Regions from separate parts of the Mus musculus genome. Here regions 1, 2, 4, 5 and 6 are each linked to region 3. Evidence: chromatin contacts called from public ChIA-PET and promoter capture Hi-C data. All regions are on one chromosome and are shown on one strand. Each heading gives the region's core, a stretch centred on a gene start, on an enhancer-like site or on the middle of the called end of the contact. The rest is flanking DNA. Distances are from core to core; before and after follow the strand shown.

Evidence for each region. Promoter capture Hi-C pulls out the DNA fragments that hold promoters and counts their contacts. ChIA-PET counts read pairs in DNA pulled down with a chosen protein or histone mark.
Region 1: a contact with region 3 is called in a promoter capture Hi-C map of liver, with 5 times the contacts expected there. The contact joins the enhancer-like site here to the promoter of Lppos in region 3. A contact is called at or near these places in 5 of 39 promoter capture datasets (the 3T3-L1 cell line, 3T3-L1-derived adipocytes, liver and 1 more), 2 of 484 Hi-C or Micro-C datasets (bone marrow-derived macrophages and liver) and 7 of 115 datasets of contacts at active chromatin or transcription factors (the SCID.adh cell line, bone marrow-derived macrophages, epiblast stem cells and 4 more).
Region 2: a promoter capture Hi-C map of liver shows a contact between it and region 3, with 5 times the contacts expected there. The contact joins the enhancer-like site here to the promoter of Lppos in region 3. A contact is called at or near these places in 10 of 39 promoter capture datasets (the 3T3-L1 cell line, 3T3-L1-derived adipocytes, the C10 cell line and 5 more), 1 of 15 datasets of contacts at CTCF or cohesin (large pre-B cells), 3 of 484 Hi-C or Micro-C datasets (large pre-B cells and liver), 14 of 115 datasets of contacts at active chromatin or transcription factors (the 230-238 cell line, CD8 T cells, the SCID.adh cell line and 8 more) and 3 of 9 other capture datasets (adipose tissue, embryonic stem cells and macrophages).
Region 4: an RNA polymerase II ChIA-PET map of memory CD8 T cells shows a contact between it and region 3, with 8 read pairs. The contact joins the enhancer-like site here to the promoter of Lppos in region 3. A contact is called at or near these places in 1 of 39 promoter capture datasets (liver), 1 of 15 datasets of contacts at CTCF or cohesin (large pre-B cells), 1 of 484 Hi-C or Micro-C datasets (cortical neurons), 4 of 115 datasets of contacts at active chromatin or transcription factors (bone marrow-derived macrophages, cardiomyocytes, memory CD8 T cells and 1 more) and 1 of 9 other capture datasets (adipose tissue).
Region 5: a promoter capture Hi-C map of liver shows a contact between it and region 3, with 4 times the contacts expected there. The contact joins the enhancer-like site here to the promoter of Lppos in region 3. A contact is called at or near these places in 10 of 39 promoter capture datasets (the 3T3-L1 cell line, 3T3-L1-derived adipocytes, the C10 cell line and 6 more), 1 of 15 datasets of contacts at CTCF or cohesin (large pre-B cells), 9 of 484 Hi-C or Micro-C datasets (the Ba/F3 cell line, CD8 T cells, embryonic fibroblasts and 5 more), 9 of 115 datasets of contacts at active chromatin or transcription factors (bone marrow-derived dendritic cells, bone marrow-derived macrophages, cardiomyocytes and 5 more) and 1 of 9 other capture datasets (pancreatic islet).
Region 6: a promoter capture Hi-C map of liver shows a contact between it and region 3, with 3 times the contacts expected there. The contact joins the enhancer-like site here to the promoter of Lppos in region 3. A contact is called at or near these places in 8 of 39 promoter capture datasets (3T3-L1-derived adipocytes, the C10 cell line, cranial neural crest and 4 more), 1 of 15 datasets of contacts at CTCF or cohesin (the NIH/3T3 cell line), 7 of 115 datasets of contacts at active chromatin or transcription factors (the 230-238 cell line, bone marrow-derived macrophages, craniofacial prominence and 4 more) and 3 of 9 other capture datasets (adipose tissue, embryonic stem cells and liver).

Annotation. Positions count from the first base shown.
Region 1 is chr16:24,042,533-24,046,037 of GRCm38.p6, reverse strand. No RefSeq gene overlaps it. Among named protein-coding and RNA genes, the nearest start is that of Gm46545, 38 kb to the left of the region's middle. Within about 2 kb of position 2,102, at least 9 of the 459 cell types and tissues checked have an H3K27ac peak or open chromatin away from gene starts, as enhancers often do. A contact at or near this core is called in 3T3-L1-derived adipocytes and liver, where this site is marked.
Region 2 is chr16:24,872,456-24,875,876 of GRCm38.p6, reverse strand. All of the region lies in intron 9 of Lpp (LIM domain containing preferred translocation partner in lipoma), which reads right to left. Among named protein-coding and RNA genes, the nearest start is that of Gm22672, 10 kb to the left of the region's middle. Within about 2 kb of position 1,521, at least 17 of the 459 cell types and tissues checked have an H3K27ac peak or open chromatin away from gene starts, as enhancers often do. A contact at or near this core is called in 3T3-L1-derived adipocytes, adipose tissue, liver and 1 more, where this site is marked.
Region 3 is chr16:24,391,969-24,395,799 of GRCm38.p6, reverse strand. Lppos (LIM domain containing preferred translocation partner in lipoma, opposite strand) reads left to right here and starts at 2,145. Exons shown (of 2, transcript NR_037954.1): 1 at 2,145-2,446; 2 at 2,693-3,244. Lpp (LIM domain containing preferred translocation partner in lipoma) reads right to left here and starts at 2,450. Exons shown (of 13, transcript NM_178665.5): 1 at 2,196-2,450.
Region 4 is chr16:24,701,924-24,705,766 of GRCm38.p6, reverse strand. The region is part of intron 7 of Lpp (LIM domain containing preferred translocation partner in lipoma); the gene reads right to left. Among named protein-coding and RNA genes, the nearest start is that of Mir28a, 120 kb to the left of the region's middle. Within about 2 kb of position 1,321, at least 21 of the 459 cell types and tissues checked have an H3K27ac peak or open chromatin away from gene starts, as enhancers often do. A contact at or near this core is called in memory CD8 T cells, where this site is marked.
Region 5 is chr16:24,899,938-24,903,518 of GRCm38.p6, reverse strand. All of the region lies in intron 10 of Lpp (LIM domain containing preferred translocation partner in lipoma), which reads right to left. Among named protein-coding and RNA genes, the nearest start is that of Gm22672, 18 kb to the right of the region's middle. Within about 2 kb of position 1,833, at least 11 of the 459 cell types and tissues checked have an H3K27ac peak or open chromatin away from gene starts, as enhancers often do. A contact at or near this core is called in liver, where this site is marked.
Region 6 is chr16:24,754,269-24,758,077 of GRCm38.p6, reverse strand. The region is part of intron 7 of Lpp (LIM domain containing preferred translocation partner in lipoma); the gene reads right to left. Among named protein-coding and RNA genes, the nearest start is that of Mir28a, 72 kb to the left of the region's middle. Within about 2 kb of position 1,732, at least 4 of the 459 cell types and tissues checked have an H3K27ac peak or open chromatin away from gene starts, as enhancers often do. A contact at or near this core is called in liver, where this site is marked.

The DNA of each region.
Region 1 (3,505 bases), core at 853-3,352, 350 kb after region 3:
TGTCACCGTGCTGTACAGTGGCAGCAGACAGGGGATCTTGGTTCTGGTGTTCAGGGACTGTTGTGTGTTGTGATAGTTCTGCTGCTTGGGGGACTGGATGAGGAAGATACAATCAAACAAATTGCTGGTTGGAGCATAGGTCAGGATAATCTTCAGAAAAGGGATGATACAGTTCCTAATATGATTATAAATCTTTCTTAGCTTTAACAAGCTAACCTCTAAGAATCCTTGCTATAGCAATAGTAGCAAAAACCATGTAAGGATTCATGCACAAGGCTGTCTGTGACACTGTCACTTGAACAACCAAGCAAGTCAAATCAGAGTGAATGTCAATCAATAGTAAAGCAGGTGGCAAGTTATCTAATCTATAGAATGTTAGACTTCAAAATAAGATATGGAATCAGAGTTGTTTTCACAAAATGTTTTAAAATTTAAAAAATACATGTTGGGACTGAAGAGGCAGCTAGAAGCACTTACAGTTCTTGAAGAGAACCCAGGTTTGGTTTCCATAACTCAGAGCCCACAGTCACCTGTAACCCTAGTTATAGAGGTTCTAATATCCTCATATGGCCCCAGGATTTACCTGCATGCTTATGGAACACATAGATAGACTCAAGGCACACACACCATGTAAAATAAATTAATAAGTGGGCCCTTAAAATGAAAAGTATATGTTAGTATTTGCTATAAATAGGAATGTCAGTGTAATCAATGTGTTTAACTTAGGGAAGTGCTGTTCTGTTGTTGTTGGAGGTGTTTTGAGCCATGTTCTCCATTGATAGCCCAGGTTAGACTTCAGCTTATGATCCTCCTGCTACATCAGCTCCAAGAAAAGTATTTTGATTGACAAATGATAACAGAGTACAGAGGAAATTGGGTAATATTTAATCTCTTATTTTTAAAGAAGGGGAAGGCTGGGTTTTAATCTATAATTGCCCTTTCTCAAAGGTAAGCTGTTTAAATGCTTCCTTAAATGCTTTCTATTTGGGGAAGATGGTACTGGCTGGAAGCTCTTATCCTCTGATAACCTAACTCCAGGGAGTAGGAGACCCCTCAGAGAGAAAGTGGCCATGGCTGAAGTTGTCTGACAAGGAATCAAAGGAAAATTCCTAAGCAGGCATGGAGCAAAGGGCTCTCTGCAAGAGAAAGCCATCAGTGTGGTCGCCATCTTCGCGTTCTCGTGGGATAGAGCATTTACCTTGCTTTAATTTCATTCCTACGCCCAATTTTAGGTGTTCTTCCAAATTGTCCAATTCATACAAATTTATTCAGACACAAATATTCTTTGAAAATGTCAACTGAGCAGACCACTTCTATGCTGCCTTAAACTCCTTCTAATTAACAGGTCCACCCTCAGCCCTCACAGATGCCGATTTTTAACTGGCCCTTATTTCTTCACCTATATGCCTCGACTGGCCTGGCCTGCCAGTGACTATCCAAAAGCCATTAGAACTCACACCTTTCACCTTTCAACACTCTTTCCCTTCCCTTAGACTCCTGCACTCCATCTGCTTGGTGAGTCTTATTCAGCCTTTAAGGCTACCCTCAAACATCTCCCTTTCTAGATATTTCACTTGCCTCTCAACAGAACCAGTCGAGTTCTCTTCTGAGTTCCAAAGCACTCTGTTAGGCTGGGCAGGGGGAACTGCAGTGCCACTGGTCTCCCCAGAGGGCACTGAAGGTGTGTCTGCCCTTGTCTGTATCCTCAGCCTCTGTCCCAGTGGCCACACAAGACAGATGCTGACAAGTGGGACATAGAATATAAAGATTAAGAGTTCCAGCATATCAAATGCCTCTTTGCACAAGTTTTCTCTCTATAACATGTGTTTCTATTGATTGAAGATCTATAAGACAAATCTGGTCGAAATAACTACTACTCCACCCACATGCCCCAAGACCATCCCATGGGTTGGTTGTTCTGGGCTGCATTGATTCCTATTAGATCTTTGAAGCCTGTTCAAACTCCAACGGACTGGATCTAACTGGGTCCTTAGGTGAGCCCGGGACAGAACTGGTGGCCAAATCAGCAAAGGGATGTGAGCACAGGGTGTTCTCAAGGGAAAAGGCTGAGCCTGCCCTGGAGCCACTGGCCCTTTGATAGTACATTGATCCTGTAAGAGTCCTTGGCCTGGCCTGGCTCAGCCAGGAACTGATCACGGGCAATAGCACCCCTCCCAGGCTAATTGATCTGTTTCTGTTCTCTGATGTCCCTGGGCAGGAGTCAGCACATTTCTGCCTGTACCTAGGCCTTCCCCTTGCCAGGCTTACAGAAGCCAGCCTCTTGAGCTGAGCAGCACCCTCATGCTTGAACTTGCTCTTCATCCTGTCCCCATTTCTTCTCATCTTTTCAAGTTTTTCTCTCCTCTACCCTAGTTTTCTCTCTGGAAGATCCAGCTTTCCTCATTCTGCCATGCCTGCCTGCCTCCCCTCCCTTGTTTTGTCCCCCCTCTCCTATTTCTCTCCTCTCTTCTTCCTTCCCTCAGACTGGCCTTATGCTCAGTTTTCCCATCTCTGTCTGACACTCTCTGTATCTCATGCGATACCATCCTCTCCTTCCTGTCTATAGGATGTCCTGGCACTCCCACCTTGATGCCAAGATTTCCTTTCACACCGTTTGAGAGCAATCCCCTCTGCTTTTCTGCCCATGAGATTGGACAGAAGTCCGATTGACTTTTGTATCCTCTGAGACTTCTCTCTGCCTCTAAGCATCTGAGCAAAGAGAATACTGTTTCCAGGTCTTGTCAAAGCAGTTTCAGGCCTAGTCTCATCCAACCTTTGCCACATTCTCTTCCCAATGGCTAAGCTGATCTATGCTAACGCACAGAGCATAGATCCAGGACCATGGCCAAAGTCAGTAGGGGGTTGGCTCAGGGATGCCCTCATGCTGAGCCTGGCAACCCAAAGTCTACAAGTTGTCTTCTTGCCCTTTCGCTCATCTCCTGAGCTTGGCAGGGTCACTCTGTGTACTCAAGCCACCCTTGAGTGGCCATGGATAAATGATATGACATTACCTTCATGGTGATGTAAGGTGAGAAACTTGATGCAGGCACAGCCAATAGATCTGCTCCTTCTTTTCAAACCAAGAACCTTGTACATGTTGGGCACACCTTGTCCCAGTGGCCTATACCTTGAGGCCATTCATTAGCCATCCTGCTTTCTTATATAGAATGAAACAGAGGCCTCCACTAAGTGTCCTGTCACTGGGATCACAATTGAGATATGGATGAAGTACTTCCTTCATTTATGCAGCCAACAAAAGTTATCATCATTTATGGCCATAAAAATGACATTGTTCCCAGTGTCCAGTGCTTATAACTTTATGATAAAGTTTATGATCTAGAATACACAGGACTATGAGAAATGTCTGAGATAATTAAGAAAGAATCAGCAAAATGACATAGGGTCTGGCTGTGCCCAGTGAAAAGACACACAGAGTAGCATATAGCTGAACTGAGTCTTAAGCTTTTATACAAACAAGCAAATAAACAGACAACCCAACCATTTA
Region 2 (3,421 bases), core at 272-2,771, 480 kb before region 3:
CTTCAAGCTTTGGAATTTTCATGACAAAGCCCTCCTACTGTGCGCTTTAGTGGCTGGTTCTCAGGGAGGCAGGGGTGAGTTGTACTGTGCCTTTTACCTACCAAAATTTAACAGTAACACAAGGACTAGGGGGTGGGCTAATGCTCTTCTGTTTAGTGTATCTGAATAGTTTCCCCTTTTCAGACCTAATCAAATCAAAGCTGACACAGAAAAAAGAAGAACAGGGACTCCATTTCCATTCAAAAGCTTCTTTAGCCGTATGCCTTTTACAGGACATAACCAACTGATGCTCCCTGCCAGAGTCACTAGAAGCACTACATTTCACCCCAAATCTGTCCATGATGATCAAAAGAGTGAAATGAGAGACAGAGACAGAGAGAAGGAGGAGGAGGAAGAGGAGAAGAAGAAGAAGAAGAAGAAGAAGAAGAAGAAGAAGAAGAAGAAGAAGAAGAAGAAGAAGAAGAAGAGAAGAAGAAGAAGAAGAAGAAGAAGAAGAAGAAGAAGAAGAAGAAGAAGAAGAAGAAGAAGAGGAGGAGGAGGAAGAGGAAGAGGAAGAGGAAGAAGAAGAAGAAGAAGAAGAAGAAGAAGAAGAAGAAACGAAGGGAGGGAGGGAGGGAGGGAAGGAAGGAAGGAAGGAAGGAAGGAAGGGAGGGAGGGAAAGAATGGGTCAGATTCTTAAAATCTAAGTAGACCGCACTGGGAAAGTTTCATCAGGATATTTTACTTAGGTAAATAAGGTTCAATCAGGCACGTGCACACAAACTTTAAATATTAAGGGGGAAAAGCATAAACAGCCTTTAAGTTCTTATTGTTTCTAAAGAAGCCCAAAAAAGGTGTGCAGAAATGAGGAAACTCTGCAGTATGTATGGTTCACTAACCCTCACTTAAGCATGCTTCAGTCTAACGGGAAAAAAAATATAGAAATGTACTTCATGGTGTTTATTTCCATATACTAAAATTTAAAATTTTATTTCTGTGTCTGCATGTGTGCCTTCTTGCATGTGTGTGTACTGTGTACATGCAGGTGTCCCGGAAGCCAAAAGAGGGTATTGGATCCCCTGGAACTGGAATTAGGAGGCTGTGAATACTAGTGTGGGTATTAGGAACCATGTCTTGGTTCAAAGAGGAACAAGTCTTCTTAGTTGCTAAGCCATACTATACTTTTGGATATTCTGTAAATGTAATAACCAAGGCCATTTTACGTAAATGTTTTGATTATTTTTAATAAATGTAAAAGCTATAGTTAACACCATGACCAAGCCAGAACTATCACCCATGTCTTTCTCTTGGCATTCCTCCCTACCCTCAGCAAGTCAGTCTTTCACATTTTACCAGCTTATTTCCCTATGTGTCCATTTTACTGTGTGACGATGATGCAATTTGTCCTTTCACCTACAGATGGAGTCTTGGGCCACTGCCAATTTTGACTACTACAAATAAAGTTGACATCAACCTCTATGTTCAAGTCTGTGTGAAAACAGGGGTTTTGTTTGCTTTAGGCGAACATGTTGGAGAAAAGCTTGGTTATGTTTACTGTGTGTTTAATTTTTAAAGACACTGCTAAGATCTTTTAAAAGTATCCATTGTACGATCCTGTTCTCAGCAGTTCAGGAGAATCTCAGCCATTTCACATCCCAGTTCGCGCCTGGGACGTGGCAGAGCCTCGAATCTCTTCAATTTGAATTTGTTCCTAACTCAAGTAAGGGGACACTTTAGGAAGTCTCTTCTTGGGGACCACAGATACCAAGCATATTTTTAGTTGATGATTTTTCCCAGAAAAGCATCTGTTTAAACCTTTTGCCTCCTTTTGTTTTTTGTTTTGATTGAGTTAGAAACCTGCTCTCTGTATACTGGACACATATCATTTTGGATGCATGGCTTGGTGTTTCACATTTCAATGGTTTCTTCTGAGAACAAGTTTTAGATTTTTCTGCTTTTCGTTTTTTGAGGACAGGGTCTTGTTTCAAGCCCTGGCTGGTATGGATGTAAATTTTAGTTCTCTTGTCAAGAGTTTCCATGTCCTGGACTTACACGCTTTTAGAATGTTGATGAAATTGAATTTATCTTTCAATAGATTTATTTGGGTATATCCTACATTAAATCTTTGACTGCCCTAATTTCATAAGAACTTTCTTGGGAGTGTTTTTTTTCATAAAAACTTTATAATTTTGGCTTTTATTTCTAGCTTTTGATCCAAAATATACATAAGACTTCTATAGTTTAAAATTAAAAAAAAGTCACCGAGCAAAATGAAAGAACACTTACATCAAGGAACAGATACATCATGTTCATGGTTTGGAAGTCCTTTTAAGGAGTCAATGCTTCTCATTTGAATTATGAGTAATCCTGCGGGCTTTATCAATATGAATTGACAAGCCACTTCTAGAATGCAAAAGGATGCAGAACAGTCCAACCAATTTTGACAATAACAGAGGTGGATATTTTGCTCTCATCCTCTATCTACACAAAAAAAGAAAGTGGGACAGGGAGATGCTGTGTTGCTCAGGGTGGAACTGACCTTGTAACATTGTTGCCATAGCCTCTACAGTGGCTGAGACACGTACCACTATATTCAACTTGCTGAAGGATGTAAACGGTTTGAAAGCAAGGTTTACTGTAAGGCACCATAACTGAGGCACAGGGTAGACTGTAGACTGGCACAGACGTGTAAAAGTTTCAAACTTGGCAGGTTGTGGTGACAAATGTCTTTAGTTCCAGTAATTGGGAGGCAAAGCCAGTTGGATCTCCATGAGCTTGAGGCCAACCTGATCTTCACAGTGAATTCTAGACCAGCAAGGGCTACACAGTGAAACCCTGTTTCAAACAGATGAAAAATAACAAAATGAAAAACACCTTTGGGGCTGGAGAGATGTCTCAGTGATTAATAGCATTTGTTGCTCTTCCAAGAGGACCTATGTTCATTCCTAGGACACACATGGCAGCTAACAACTGATTGTAACTTTGGTTACAGGGGATCTGATGTCCTCTTCTGGTCTCTGTAGCCACTAGGCGCACACACAAGGTGCGCAAACTTTTATAGTATTTGCGTGTGTTTACATGTCTCATAATTAATTATTTAATACTTCTTTCCAGAAAGGCATCTGTGTATCTCTTATAAGACTAGTGTTTTTGTCTCATATCTGTTTATTTCCTAAATATAATTGTGTATGGCCATGAAAGCAGACTAAGCGGAGGATCAGCAAACAGATTTTATATTTTATCAGTAGACCAGAGTTAGTGTTTAGTTTTATATTAAACAAACACAAAACAACCCACACTTGTTTTTTGTATTTATTGGCTTAAGTTTTTTCATATATTTTGATTATATTCCTCCCCTCCTTTGCTCTTCTAAGATCCTCCCCATCTCCCCCTGTCCTACACACAAACAAAACTAAGCCAAACCAAAACAGCACATACACAC
Region 3 (3,831 bases), core at 896-3,395:
TAATAAGATCGGTCTCAATAAAAATAAGAACCTGCCATACAATTTTTATATTTGACAGTGGTGGTACATAATAGGTCTTCAGCAACACATGCCAAGCAAATGAAACAACAGCCCATGATCATTTTCTTAAGCCAAATTATCACCTCTCCTTGAAACCGGGCAGCAGGAGGCTGCTTCTCGATGCCAACTCTCTAAATCATGTTCCTGCCTGCTCAAAACCCTCAAAAGTCATATGCAAACTAGATGGCCCGACATTCCTAAAGCCTTTCAGAATCATGTCTCTTCTCCCACTCTGGAAATGTCTACCTTTCTCAGAGGAATCACCTCCTCGCACAAGAGACTGTCCCTCCACAAAGGGTGCTACTCAGTCCTAGGCCTAATAACCAAGTCAGGAACTTGGCTTCCTCTCCCACTGCCTATGCCCAACTCCAAGGCCAGAGCTGCATACAAGGAATTGCAGGAGGTGGTGTTGGGAAAGAGAGGAAGGAGGGAGTTCAAGATAGGCAAGACAAGGCATTGCCCAAGCTCAGGACCCGGGTGTGTCCCCCTACCCTTCACATAGCTAATCCTCAATAGATTGTATTCTGGATTCCACAGGCTACCTTCCAAAGATTACATACAAGATACACAGTTTCCTCTTTAAGTGCCCCTTGGCATTGGCAAGGACACCAGGAGACTCCTGGGAAAGCAAGATTCTTACTGGGTTTCTGCACCAACATCCCCCACCCCACCTCAATCCAGCAGTGAATATGGGGCTAGCAATTCAACTTCTGTGGACCGGGGTCTACTTCCTGTTTGTAAAACTGAGAAAGGGTCCCGCTGGGAGAGGTTGACACACTCTACAGTAGCCCTGTACACTTTCCCTCTTCCCCTAAAGCTTGTCTGAAAACTCGCTTGTGCCGGGAATAGTGAAAACAGTGAACCATTAAGTCACTAACATCTTTGAGAAAAAGTTTTACTGCAGAGGCAAGTTTGCAAAGGGAGTGTATAGAAACAGGAGAGTCCCAGAAAGGATCCGCGGAGAGCTCTTGCCAGGCCTTCCTTGTGGGGGAGGGGAAGCAGTGGACCCCCTTCCTAAAGAGAAAGAAGGCCAGAAACAGTTTACACTGCCCTGTCCAAGTACCCAAGCCACAACTCCACTGACACGGTCTCCTGTCATACTCCCACCCCAAGCCACGAACACAATTCCACCCACGCCCACTCCCCACCCTTATTTAGCCTTCTCTGGTCTGCAGCTGCCTCCCTGACACGAAAGGCCTCGCCTTTTTTACTTAAGAAAACTCCCTATCCTTCAAAGGAGTCAATCACAGGCCCCTCTGGGATTTCGGGTCCGGCCATGGAGGCCAAAATAAGAAAAGTCCTTCCGCGAACTCCCATAAAAAAACCTGATCTTTGCGTTCTCTCCAGGATTTGGCCCTTCCTACTTTGAGTCAGGTTAGGCTCCTGCGTTCCAGTGAGCGCTCCCAGAGGGCAAAGTTTGGCCTCTGTAACCTACAGTGCTTAAAAGCAGTGGAGACTCCACAACCGCTTACAAAAAGATAAATTAATTAATAAATTTTTTAAAAAATTTTAAAAAGGCAGCAGGGGAGCAGAGGTCCGGAGCCACCGATCTTAACCTGGCTCCACCTTCCAGGGATGACTTCCAGGAAAGCCTGCCTCTCTTTGCCTCGCCTGCCCTGACTGTAAAATGGGAAGACTCCGAGTCACTGGGTCCCTAGGCCCTTTCCGCGGTGACAACTGGGATTCCACGAAAGCTCGAAGCCACCGGGCGCGGCCCCGCCCCCTGGGCACCCAGAAAGGCCCGGGCCGGGGGCGCGCTGGGGACTCCCGCATCCGCCCCTCCCCCACGGCGTGCACCCCCGCTTCCCGGCCGGGGACCCGCACTTCCGCGGCGGGCGGGGCGGAGCAGGGCGCCCCGCGCTCCCCACCACCCTCAGCGGCCCGTCCCCCGGGGGGTCGGGGGGTCGAGCGGCGCCCGCGGGCCGAGGCTGCGGGAGGAAGCCTTCGCTACGATACCTGGGGGAGGAGGTGGACCGGGCAGCGGCGGCCGCGACGGCTGGAGGCGGAGGCTCGGGCGGAGGAGGAGGTGCCGGGCACTCCCCCTCCCATTGTCCCGGCCCGGCCCGCGGCCCGCAGCGGCCCGCTCCGCCCGGCCCGCGTCCTCCCCGGTGCCCGGCCCCGCTGCCGGCCCTTACCTTGCAGCGGCCGGCTCTCCCCCGCCGCTAACGCTACTTATCCCGGGAAAGCTCGAGCGGGCCCCGGGAGCGAACCCACAGACAAAAAGTGAAACTTCAGCAGCAGGCCGGGAGTGGCTGCTGGTTGGTGCTCTCCCCCTCCTTCCTCCCCACCCCCTCCCCGCGGTCTCCCGTGCGGTGCCCTGAGCGCTGGAGGCTGACGTCAGGGGCCTGAATTCCTGACTTTGCCTGCACGCATTTGTCCATGTAAGGTATGGGGAGGCGTGTGCCCGCGGGCCGCCGCACTAGCCGGACGGGGAGGGGGCGCGGGGGGCAGCGGCGGCTCGAGGTGGGTGACCCTGGGCAATGCACTTCCTGGAGGAGGGGACGCGGGGGGAGGAGGGGGTACAGGGAGCATGGGAAGAGGAAGGAAAAGAGGGATCTGCCTCCACTGGAGGAAGAGGAAGGAGATGCAGGAGGAAGTCGAGAAACCGGCACAACTCGGGTCTGTTCTGCAGACGACAGATTGGAAAGCTGAGCTTGAGCAAAGAGATCCTGCCATGGAACACCCCACCCCCCACCCTAAGAGCCTCGTCGGAGCCCCGCCCAGGACTCCAGCAGGACTCAGAAGTCCGGGATGGTAGAGAGCAACTTCAGTTCCCTTCGCACAGGAGAGCTCCGAAGCTGGGACCTGACCCAGTCCTGCCCCGTGGAGAGGAGCCAGTATTCTACTCTTAGCTGGGTTTCCGCCTCCAGGCACGACCCGGCCTCTAACTGTGAGCTTAGACCCAAGTTAGAGCTAGGCAGATGACTTGACCCACTGAAGTGACTAACCCCAGTTCCTGGAAGGTTGTGGTTGACAAGCCTTGAGAAACAATGGCAATCGAGTGCTTCAGGGCAACTTCCTGTCCTTTGTTCAAAGACAAGAACCTTTGGAGTTTAACTTTTGCTTCCCAACCCTGCCCTGCCGGAAAACCAACCAGAAAGCTTGCTCTGTTCTTACAGCTTAAAAAAAGAAAATACACGAACTGGGTGAACTGGTTTGAATAAAGACAAGCCTGTTCTTGGAAGGTTGGGTTTGGATATTTTGTGTTTGATATTTGTAAAAGTGAGCAACGATGAGAACCCCTTTTACTAGGTTAAGATTCCGGCTAGGAGACACTGGAAGCCCTCTGGCCCTCAGTAGTGAACGCTTTTCATCCCGGCACAAGAGAGGTTTACATAGACACTGTCACAAACTAACCAAAAACACAGATTTGGGTGTGGGTGTGTGGGTGGGGGTGTGGGTGTTTCTATCCTGTATCCTTTGCTTTACCCCAGTCTCCCAAACAACTTCAACCCATGCTAATAACACAACCACCCATTCTGGTCTTTGATTGGGTTGGGTAGGATCTAAGGAAAATACCATAACATGACCTGCACAACACAGCTGTCTGAGCATGCCCCTGACCTTCCCACTCTCAAGCCACCTTCCACCACCGTGGGCCCTCACCTTCTACAGCCTAACTCAGTCATGCAGACAGAAAAAGTACACCAGGGACTTCAGGGGTGGGGACGCTCCAACGTGCCTCTTCTCCGGTTATATTTTGATGAACCTTTCGGACTAAGTGTCAAAGTACGTACTCCTGTACTTAACATGTATTGAACATTTCTCCGG
Region 4 (3,843 bases), core at 72-2,571, 310 kb before region 3:
GATTCACAGAGTGCAGCAGCCAATCCAGGCTGCTTTCCAATCTGACCCATGCCATTGCTGGCTAGAATCTGTGCCGTCTTTTCTCCTCTATCCCCTAAAATAACAAAAAATTGAAACGTGCCTGTCTGGAACATCCTTTAACATGCATCTAATAGCTTGTTTCAATACAACCTAGGTAGCTGTGCTCCAATGCTACCTCATCTTAAGTGTCTCCCCAGAAACCCCAGAAAAAAACGCAATGACCAGACCATCCCATCCCCTCTATGTTTTACCTTCAACTTTCTCTCTACCACTTAGTTAGACTTTAGTACATAATTGTCTGCTTTTGAATCCTCTCCCACAGGAAAATGAACCCTTTAAGGACGTACATTTCACTTTATTTGTGATTGTACCCTCACCATCCAGAAAACATTCAACAATGTCCACTAAGTACCTCATAAAAAGAGATAAATGAGTCCTTCGGTTACTTCTCTTGCAATTCCAGAAATAAGATGTGAGTAGAAGAATTTAATAGCATAAAAAGTCACATAGCAATGCAATCACCTTTAGAAGAGAGTTGCAGTTTTACTCAATAAAGGTAAAATATTATATGTTACCATCGATTTGGATTGTGAGTAATAGAATATAAAACTTGGACTCAGCTGTGCTGGACTGGAATGAGAGTAAGTAGGTGATGCAGGCTTTGTTCCCGGCACTGCCCCTTGTGGGCCTCGGGCAGCAGAGAGAACTCCACACATGTGGGACTTCCTACTTCTGGGATTTGGTATAAATTCAACTACCACTCATTCAAAAGATAGTGTCTCGGGGTTTGTTTACAGGACATATTTCACTGTTGTCAACTCTATTCGCAAGTTTAGAAAGGAGTCACATTTGAAATTGTGTGGCATTTCCAGAAAACATTATGCCACATCACTAACACAGAAAGTAGGCATAGCAGGTTCTTCCTCTTCACACACCAGTGGGTGTGAGATATCATCAACTACAACATAGAAGGGAAAGTAGTCAGGATGCTAAGCTCTTCCAGAAAAAAAAAAAGCACCCCATTCACACATGAAGATACATGGCAGTTTTCCTTTAATGCACACACTTCCAATGCTTGCTACACCAGCTCGCAGATATAAGGGATTGATACTCTGTGTTCTCCTGAGTAGTAGAGGTGACCTTTCAAAAGCCACCCCTCCTCATCCCCCAGCCTGCAATCCCATGGAGATCAAAGCCAGCTTGCTATTATGCAGTAACATTTCTGTGATCAGATACAGTGTGGGCTCTACAATTCTATGTATGTCAAGACATTTTCACATAAGTGACTCACTCGGTAGAGGCTCCGGCAGGGCACACCACACTCACACCTTCTCTTTTGAGGTTGAGCCCACCTCAGGAGAGTTACAAGAGAACATCCTGTTTAGCTGATCTGCTCTGCAACTCAACAGTGTAACTGGACTTGACTTAACAATACATCTTCTCTTCCATAATCTATCACAAAAATCTTTCCATCTATTTCTGTTCTCCAGCTCATATGTATGACAAGTCAGTCTTAGACAAGCATACACGTTAATCACCTATTCTTACATTAAAGGCACCAGGAAACAGAGGTGATGATTAGACTTCCTAAATATGTTCACAATTCCAGGGAGAATGGGTACTGCTCCTGGGGTGAATATCTGAAGGTCTATGCTGGCTCAGTCACTGTACATCAGCTCCAGGAAGCACCACAACGTGGGCTGCACTGTAACTGAGGCACATAATCGTGCTGTTCTTGGGCAGGCTACAAGCGGCTTGAAAAAGCTAGGGCAACTTTTCACAGGTCGATAATATGATTGGCCTATGTCTTAGTGAACACTACCATGGTCTATAAACTGGAAGCTTGGTAAATGTGATACTCTTGAGCTGGGAATCTTTAGAAGGTGGATCTTGTGAAAAAAGCAGATTATGAAATGAATGCTCATGGAGGCAAACCTTGCCTTCTGATATATGCATATGAGGACACTCTTCCCATGATGCCATTTGCCTTGAAGTAAGGGCAGAAAAACTTGGCTGTTAACAGAGCCATATTGCTTGAATGTCAACCTCCAAGAATTTTTATTTTAGCTCCAGGTCTTTTGTTACAGTAATAAAACATACTAATAACAACCAACAACAACAAAATTCAGAAAGGCTTTAGACCTTGAGTAGTATTCCCATCAGGGCAAAACCAAAGCAAGGAGAAAGAATAAAATAATGATGTGAACATTTACAACATACAAGATACTGAAATGTGTTCCAAGAACAGGTAACCACTGTACTTCATTTCCCGTGGAAACCGCTACAAATCACTGTTGGCTAGCAAGGACCTGCTACTGACCTTAATGAGATATTACACAACAGACTGCATATGTCTGCACTAAATGAATGAATTCCCTGTTACTATCAACATAAACTCAGGATGTATTACCTAAAGGAAAAAGCCTACTTCCTGTCTGAACACTTCATCTCTTTTTGAAATGTACCATTTTAGAAGAGTATAAAGCTGCTTTTCTGGGCTTATGATGGGTAAAATAACAACCTAGTAATAGTCAAATTGTAACTTCTAGATCTTGTGGACAAATTTCTTTATTTGCCAGAATAAACGCTGAAGATGTGGTTAACCATAAACAATCTGAGATGAAGACAAAGACCTGAATTACCCAGGTAGACCTAATCTAATCACACAAGGCCCCCAAAGCAGAAATACTCCCTGTATAATCAGATGGAACCATATGGAAGAAAGCATAGTCAAAGAGCTGATTTATTGCAGGCTTTCCAGACAGTGGATGAGGATATAAACAAAGGAATGCAGGCAGGCTCTAGAAGCTCAAACGAGAAAGGATATAAACTTTCTCTATTCATTTTAGCCCATTGAGACTAAACAAATAAAGAAATTTGTCCACAAGATCTAGAAGTTACAATTTGACTATTACTAGGTTGTTATTTTACCCATCATAAGCCCAGAAAAGCAGCTTTATACTCTTCTAAAATGGTACATTTCAAAAAGAGATGAAGTGTTCAGAGACTAAACTTGTAAACCCCAAAACTAAATAAAAGTAAAGGTAAGAAAAATAATGTTCTTTTATGTAATCGAGTTTCTGGTGTATTGCTGGAAACTCACCCAGATACCAAATTCACCCTACTGGCCAGGCTTTTCTCCTGGGTCAAGAGCATCTATCTATTCTCAGAGAACTCCATATGTACTGCCCATGGGTCTATCAGGCATCATTTAAATCAGCAATGTACATGACTCCAATATCAATATGCACAAGACTTCTCACTACCTTAAGTTTATCCCATGCTGGTGACTGGCCCAGGCTATACTGAAACTGCTCTAAGGTGGAAATCAGCCCAGATTTACCACAAGCATGTTCAGCAAAGATTCTCAGAATAATTCAGACAAAAGAAAAGGAAATAGAGGTAGAAAAACTGTACAAACTGTTGAACAAATTCCTTTTTTGAAAGATGGGGCCCTAAAATCATTGAAGGCAAAGTCTTATGGACACAACACAATGCTTTGCTTTATAGGCTAATTCTTTAATAACAAGCACAAATTCGTTCAACTCATTTGCAAGAAGATGATAGCACAGGTTTTGAGTCTGTACATTTACCATTTTTCACGTCTCATGCCCTATTCCTAAGACCAAGCTAAGCTGCTCATGGTTAGGAGAGATGGCTTCTGTTGTCTCGTTCCTTCTGATCCCTCTAGCCAGGAATACTGAATTCTTACGCTTCAATAGGGAATAAAAGCCAGGTCCATACACAAATTATATCCTTGATAAAAAATGACTGTCAAAGGCATCACTATCTAACTCAGCTCCCCCAAAATACTGTCGTAGT
Region 5 (3,581 bases), core at 584-3,083, 510 kb before region 3:
CTCAACTACAGGCCAATCAGGAAGGCCCTTGAAGCAGAGGTAGGTAACAGAAATAGACTTCGAGGCTGACATGAGAGCCTTGCTGACAAAGAGAAGAAAAGGTCACATCTGATGGCAGGGGATGGTTATTTAAAGACAAGGGTGGGGCTAAGATATAGATTCTGGGATATCTGGTCTAATTGCTTTCCAAAATGGTTTTACTTCATGTCTTAATTCTGTTCTTATTAATAAAAAGAAGGTAAAAACAGAGGGAATAACAGCAGCCATCTGACCCATCCTGCAGGCAGCTTTGACCATGAAAATACTTACTTCCCTCCCAAGATACCGGAATTTCCTTCCTTCTTCCCTTTGAGCCTAAATATACTCAACTATTCTCTATTTGCTGGAGAACTACTTGCATATGTTATGCTTTACAACAGAAAACTTTTTAGGTCATTTGGCTAAATTGGAAGAATATAAATATTTACTTTCAAGAGGAATATATCTTAGAAGATTCAATTTCATTTCAACTGACCCATACCATCAACTGTATTCTTCTGAATTACTTCAGCCACCCCTGAGAGCATTAAGGGACTCAGAACATGTAATAACTGTTAAGGAAGGTGTTTACTATTTATATAAAAATACTTGGTCCAATGCAAAATATCACAAAATATATGCATTCAATACATCCAGATTGCTTTAGAGTAGTTGGTTCAGTCATGCAATGGAGACGTTTCAGGCAGATTTTCCCGTGTTAGGCACTGTTACTCCCCATATATTACATCCCCATATATTACATCCCCATATATTACATCTCTGTAAGATAAGGAAAAAGGAACCTGCTCTACAGGAATGATGGCATCATTTGGGGCTGACACGCCTTCCTCTGCAGGGAAGTGTGCTAAAGGGGTCCTGGAAGTTAACTAGCTATGAACTTTTTTTATTGGTTTTGTGAACCGGGTTATGGGAGGGAAGTGGCCTGTCACATTCAGCACATAAGAGAACTTCTGATCAAACTCCTGGTAATTTTGCTGTGTGGGGAAAATCTGTGCACTTGACCTTGAACACCACAGCTCATGTGATAGTTTTTGGGCTGGAAACTAGACAGCCTGCTTCACTCTCACGCCTTCTCTCTCAATTGTTCATGTTTATATCCAGCAATGACTGCACATAGGCTCCTGTTGCCAAGTTTTCCTGTTCCCTTCCATTTCAGAGAGTCTCAAGTTCAAGTGCACAGAGGGCAAACAAACAGGATATAAGCCAAACCCTGTGAGGAGACATTGGCATGAAGCTTGTCCCCTTCCAACCTTCATCTCTCAAAGCAATGATAGGATCACCTGCTGTGATAAACATTGAAAAAAAAAACCATAAAACCCAACAGGGGTGAGTCACATGTGACCTCTCTGCCTTTATATATTCTATTAGGATTTACATCATTAAGGAATATGCCAAGAAGCCACAAATTTTATATCACTTATAGTAAGGTTCAGCCCTATGCAGTTGTTGGTAAAAAGGACATTGAACGTTCAAGAAAACCCACATATAGTTGAAAAACTTCCCATAGTTATTTTTTAATTTTACCTAATTTTTAAAATCTGTTTTCAGCTATTCTGATCCCCTCTCATAATTCCTCCCAGCCCCTTCCTAGCTAACTACCCAGCTAACTTCATGTTAGCATTTTTTTTTCTCTCAAAAAAAATAAAAGCAAAACCTCAGGAAAAACAACAAAATGCTAAAAGTCTTGTCCAAGAAAGTTTCTGAAGGCTGCTTAATTCAGATGTTTGAGGGAGAGAGATGGGAAGAGACACAAGGGAGCCAGCAGCCTAGACCAGGGCAGAGAGAGAAGCTTCTGAGGTCAATGTTCACAGGAGGCTACTGGAAACAAGTCTCGTGGAAGAGAGGGAAGGAGAAGAAACCTGGAGTCATTTTTCATGTGAGGTCAAAGACTAGGGCATGGATCTCAGATCTTTGTATACATACAAACTACAGGCCTTCCTTGACCCTCGGCTTACAGAATGTGCTATGCTCTTGTCCTCCTGTACAGGGACTTGGGAGGGTCTAGAACGTATTTGTTTAATGAACACAGCCAGTGATTGAAAGCAGATGACCTTTGACTCATGCTGTAAAAATCAAGCTTTGAGGACCTCAAGGCCTCATATTCCCTGAGCTCTGAGACCATCGGGGTCCAGGAGTGTGCCAGAGGCTGGAAGGCAATGTGAGCTAGAGACACAAGTCAAGGAAGACCTCTTTTGAAGGCTTTGCTCATGGGCCTTGGACTCTGGCCTAGTGCAATTACCCAGTTAAAAAGAAAATTCAAGCACACACATACACATACAAACAATCAAACGCACACCTTACTGACTCTAGCTCAGCCCCCCTCTCGGAATGTTTTTTCACTGTGTGATCACGAGAGGTAAGGAGAAACTGTCATTCTATATGTTCAGAAACGGAAGCTAAAGAAACAGAGTAGATGCTGAATGGTGGCTGGTTGTAATTTGATTTTCTCCATCTTTACACTCATTTCCTTTTGTATTTTCCAACCCCAAGTGAAAGGTTATATTACTGAGGACCCAGGAGCTCATTTCAGACAGAGTTTCAAGGTAGAATTTTATAGCTTAGTCCCCCCTCCCCCCTCCAAGTCCACTCCTTTCTTTTTCTACTTATAGGAAATTTAAAGCTATGGACAATTTGTTCTGGTGGTGCAGAGCAGTTCAGAGGGCTTCGGCAGTGCAGACGTTACGCTGTAGATGGCTAACTATTGTCCTTCTGTCCATTAAGAGCTGCAAGATGAATAAGAAAGAAAACAAGGAATAAAGAGGCTCCTTTCCTATTCTCTTTCCATCCTTTATCTTTAAAGTAGGAACTTTGCTGAACCACAGCCAGCAATTCACTCAGCCTAATGAAGTGTATAAGTAATGGGATTATATTTAAATATAAATCTTAAACCATTATTGCAGTGGCCTGATGCTGACATTCATCCAAACTCTGTCAAACACTGGCTGGTGAGTTCATGCTTCATTTAAAAATAAACAAACTGGGGCAGGAAGAAGGTTCTAGCATAACATTTCAGAGGCACTGAACCTGGAAATACGAGACCCTTCATTCTGGTCAGAGCTGAAGCAAATGCTGTCCTGGTTCACGGTCCTACTGAAGTGGGCAGAGTCCAGCTTTCCCCAGGGATCACTCTGTCTCTGTAGACACATAGGCTTAGTTATTTCAAAACTCTCCTAAAGAGGGAGGGTCTCTGAAGGTACCACCAAGGCTCTTGGTTTCTATTCATGCTTCTACCATTGCCAAACATGTGAATTCAGGCAAATCAACAAACTTTCTCTGGCTGTTAGCTTTTCCAGCCATAAAACAACAGCACTGAATTAAAGTACTTCTTTAATTTTAGTTCCTTCTGGGCCTTAAATGTTCTTATTCAAATACAATAGAAATTGGTATACTTTGGGATAAGAGTTAGGGGGAAATGTTATAAATGTTATCAATAAGGACTTCCTGTTGCTCTGGTCAGTCAACTAGGAGGTATGTGCTTCAGCTTCTCTGTCAGTAAAGTACTGCCCAGTGTCCACAGGAGGACAGAGCTATATCATTAGAAA
Region 6 (3,809 bases), core at 483-2,982, 360 kb before region 3:
AGTCTGTGAGACATTCAAAGTGTGAGTTCTATGTTTTTTTGTGGATGAATCATCAAAGAAAGCAGAGCTGATCCCTTCTGCAATCAGTTTCACCTCTGTACATGTTACATTGTCTAATGTTACAATTGATTTTTCTAGGTTTGATTTACTTTTCAATGTGGTCTGTTACATAATATCAAGGTCTTATTTAACTGGGCATATATCTATGAATATGTATAGTATGTGTTTTAATAATTAAAACACACACACACACACACACACACACACACACACACACACACACACACACTTCTATTGGAAATTATGATGGCTACCTTCAGCCTGAAAGGAAAGAGATTCTTCACCTATATAGCAACATCCAAGATGCTTGGTTTAAAAAAATAAATAACAAGTTTGCCTCCTAAAATGACAGTATAAAATTAAACAAAAATTCCAAATTCAATAGAATCTTGTAACTTAACAGACAATGAAATTAGGAAGTTAAAATTAAGTCTTGTTATTTTAGAATTACAAGTTTCCCAGGAAAATATATTTGAGACAAATGATAAGTTGGGGAAGATGGCCTTAAATTAGGATTCCCCAAAGCAGGACCAAAGAACAATAAAAGGGACATGCTCGAGCAAGTATTGTTGAAGAACTCATCCATAAAGGCTTCACATAGAGGCTAAGGAAGGTGAGCCACCAGACTCAGAAAAGAGATTTGCAACCTGAACAGAGAGAACTATCTTCTACTTTAAAGTGGATTGGACTGGTGAGTAGACATAGTTATTTAACACAGAGAAGGGAGAGTTGGGGAGGAGAGAACACAGAGAGACCCAGGCATCATCCTGTCAGTGGCCCAGAGGAAGAGCTGTGGCCAACAGCTAGTGACATCTTCTCAAGGAGCACTACCTGTGCCCTTAAGGCTTACAATAGACATGTTGACTTCTGGCTCATTCAATGTTGATAGTGCCCCATAATAAGGATGATGACAAGCCAGGCAGTGGTAGCACACGCCTTTAATCCCAGCACATGGGAGGCAGAGGCAGGCAGATTTTAAGTTCAAGGCCAGCCTGGTCTACAGAGTAAGTTCCAGGACACCCAGGACTATACAGAGAAACCCTGCCTCATAATAAACAAACAAACAAACAAACAAACAAACAAACAAATAAGATGACCAATAGGTGACTATCACTTTCCAATCTCCCCCTGGTCACTAGGTACATCCATTCCAGCTGAGAACCACTGAAAATGAGACATTAATCTACTACCCCTGAGAATGTTTTCATCTTTATCACTTATTCAGTCTAAGGGTACAGAAATCTACATATCTGGATTAAACAGAATTTCATGTCATTACAAATAATTATCTAATCTTAACATAAATTAGTAACAATGAAAATAATCACCATGCTGCCCATGAGCCCTTAATCTGCTACATAATCTCTTTTCTGCACCTTCTCTCTTTAGGTCCATAGCTACAGCTCGAAACATGATCAATATCACAAAAGTTCTTAACAGTTTCTCTCTCCAGAGTTTATCTGTATTCTGAACCCTAGACTTGCATGTTCAATTTACTCTTTTCATCTATTGACTTGAATGCCTTATATGTTTTTTAGGAAAACATATTTTCCGTATGTTATAGAAAACAAAAAGCTTTCCATAACAGATGTTGATCTGGTGAGACGTTCCCTTGTTACTGTTTAAACACTGAATGTGGCTACGACTCAGGGAGTGTCCTACGTCAGATATGTCCACATTTCGCAATATCTACTAAGAAAGCTCTTGCTCTTCTCCAGCTCCCTCAGACGTTTGGTCCACCCCTAGAAAATCATTCCCTGTAGCTGGAGGGATTTCTCCCTCACACGTATACAGTCTCATTACTTTGTCATTTAAAAGTCTTCACGAAGTTAGTAAGGATAATGTCCTATGCCACTTCATTTCTTGTCTGACCGACATGCCACATACAAGCTCTCATCCATATCCAAGGTACCAAGTTCTCTCACATTTCAGACATTGATTTTGGTTAAACAAGTATCAGGTTCTTAAAGAAACGTTGGCCCGAATCCTCTCTCAGATTAACTGTCTAGTTCTTAAGTTCAAAATAACTTGACCTGAACTCTCTCTCTCTCTCTGAGTATATCTCATTTCTTCTGTTCTTTCTTTATTTTTTGCTCTTTTTTATTATTATTTTTTTAATTAGGTATTTTCTTCATTTACATTTCAAATGCTATCCCAAAAGTCCTCTAAGACCCTACCTACCCACTCCCACTTCTTGGCCCTGGCATTCCCCCATACTGAGGCATATAAAATTTGTAAGACCAAGGGGCCTCTCTTCCCAATGATGGCTGACTAGGCCATCTTCTGCTACATATGCAGCTAGAGACAGGAGCTCCAGGGGTACTGGTTAGTTCACATTGTTCTTCCACCTATAAGGTTGCAGACCCCTTTAGCTCCTTGGGTGCTTTCTCTAGCTCCTCCATTGGGGGCCCTGTGTTCCATCCAATAGCTGACTGTGAGCATCCACTTCTGTGTTTGCCAGGCCCCAGCATAGCCTCACAAGAGACAGCTATATCAGGGTCCTTTCAGCAAAATCTTGCTGTCAAATGCAATGGTGTCACGTTTGGAGGCTGATTATGGGATGGATCCCCGGGTATGGCAGTCGCTAGATGGTCCATCCTTTCGTCTCAGCTCCAAACTCTCCTGTTCTTTATTATCATTTGTATACGTGTTTGCTTTCTCAAGGGAAGGGGGCCAGTCACTTTTACTCAACAAGACACCCTAAATAGTTTACAATATCATAGTCCACAGCAGAAATTTAGAAAGACATTGATCAGTGAATGAATTGTTGTCCCCTTAAGAAAACTGCAACATCAGACCTGTATTTTTCCTCACAGAACAGACAACAAATGCATGGACACACTGGATACATGCTTAATTCCAGTGGCGCCCTCAGTCTCTAATGCCTCTAAGACACAAATTATAACATGGTTCTCTTTCTGAGAAGCATTTGCTGTGCTGTTTGTTTGTTTTAGATGGGAGTCTCACCAAATAGCTGAGGCTGGCCTTGAACTTATGTCAGACTTCTGAGTGCTAGGATCACAGGGCATATGCCCGCAAACTGAGCTATTTATTTTCCTTTTAATAATGGTTTTTTAAATGTAAGTTCTCAATTCATGTGTTCTGGGGAAACAGTTCAAAGGGTAATTTTAAATGCATTCATTGGGGTATGGAGGTAAAAAGTCGAAGCAGCAGGATTACAACAAATTCAGAGGCAACCCAAGAGCCAGAGTGATTTTCAGGCCAGTTTGGGGCTCATACTAAAAACATGTTTATATATAAAAAAGGCTGGTAGGTGGTAGAACACATTTCTAATCCCAGTACTATGGAGGCAGAGAGAGGAGGAACTCTGAGTTCAAAGCCACCCTGGCCTAGACAGCGAGTTCCCAGATAGCCAGAGCTACATGGAGAAACCCTGCCTAAAACAAAATAAAACAAAACAATAAAGAAACAAAAATTAAAGAGTAACCAATAACTAACACATTAAAATAATATATTGCATGTATAGTCAAGCAAATAGAACTCCTTTTTCTAATTAAGGAGGCATTTATTGTAATTTAGCTCCATGTCAGGCACTCCTAATTGATATTGCTACTGTAAGACAAGGGAGGTAGTGATACTGGTAAATCCATCCTTATTCAAGAGGATATGAAGACTGTCATGAGGTTTATACATGAATCCAAAATGATCCTGTTTAGAATGGAAATTTGGTAAAAAGTATTAAAGATCCACATCTAACCAGCAGCAGAAAGCTCAACTCCCCAAATTAT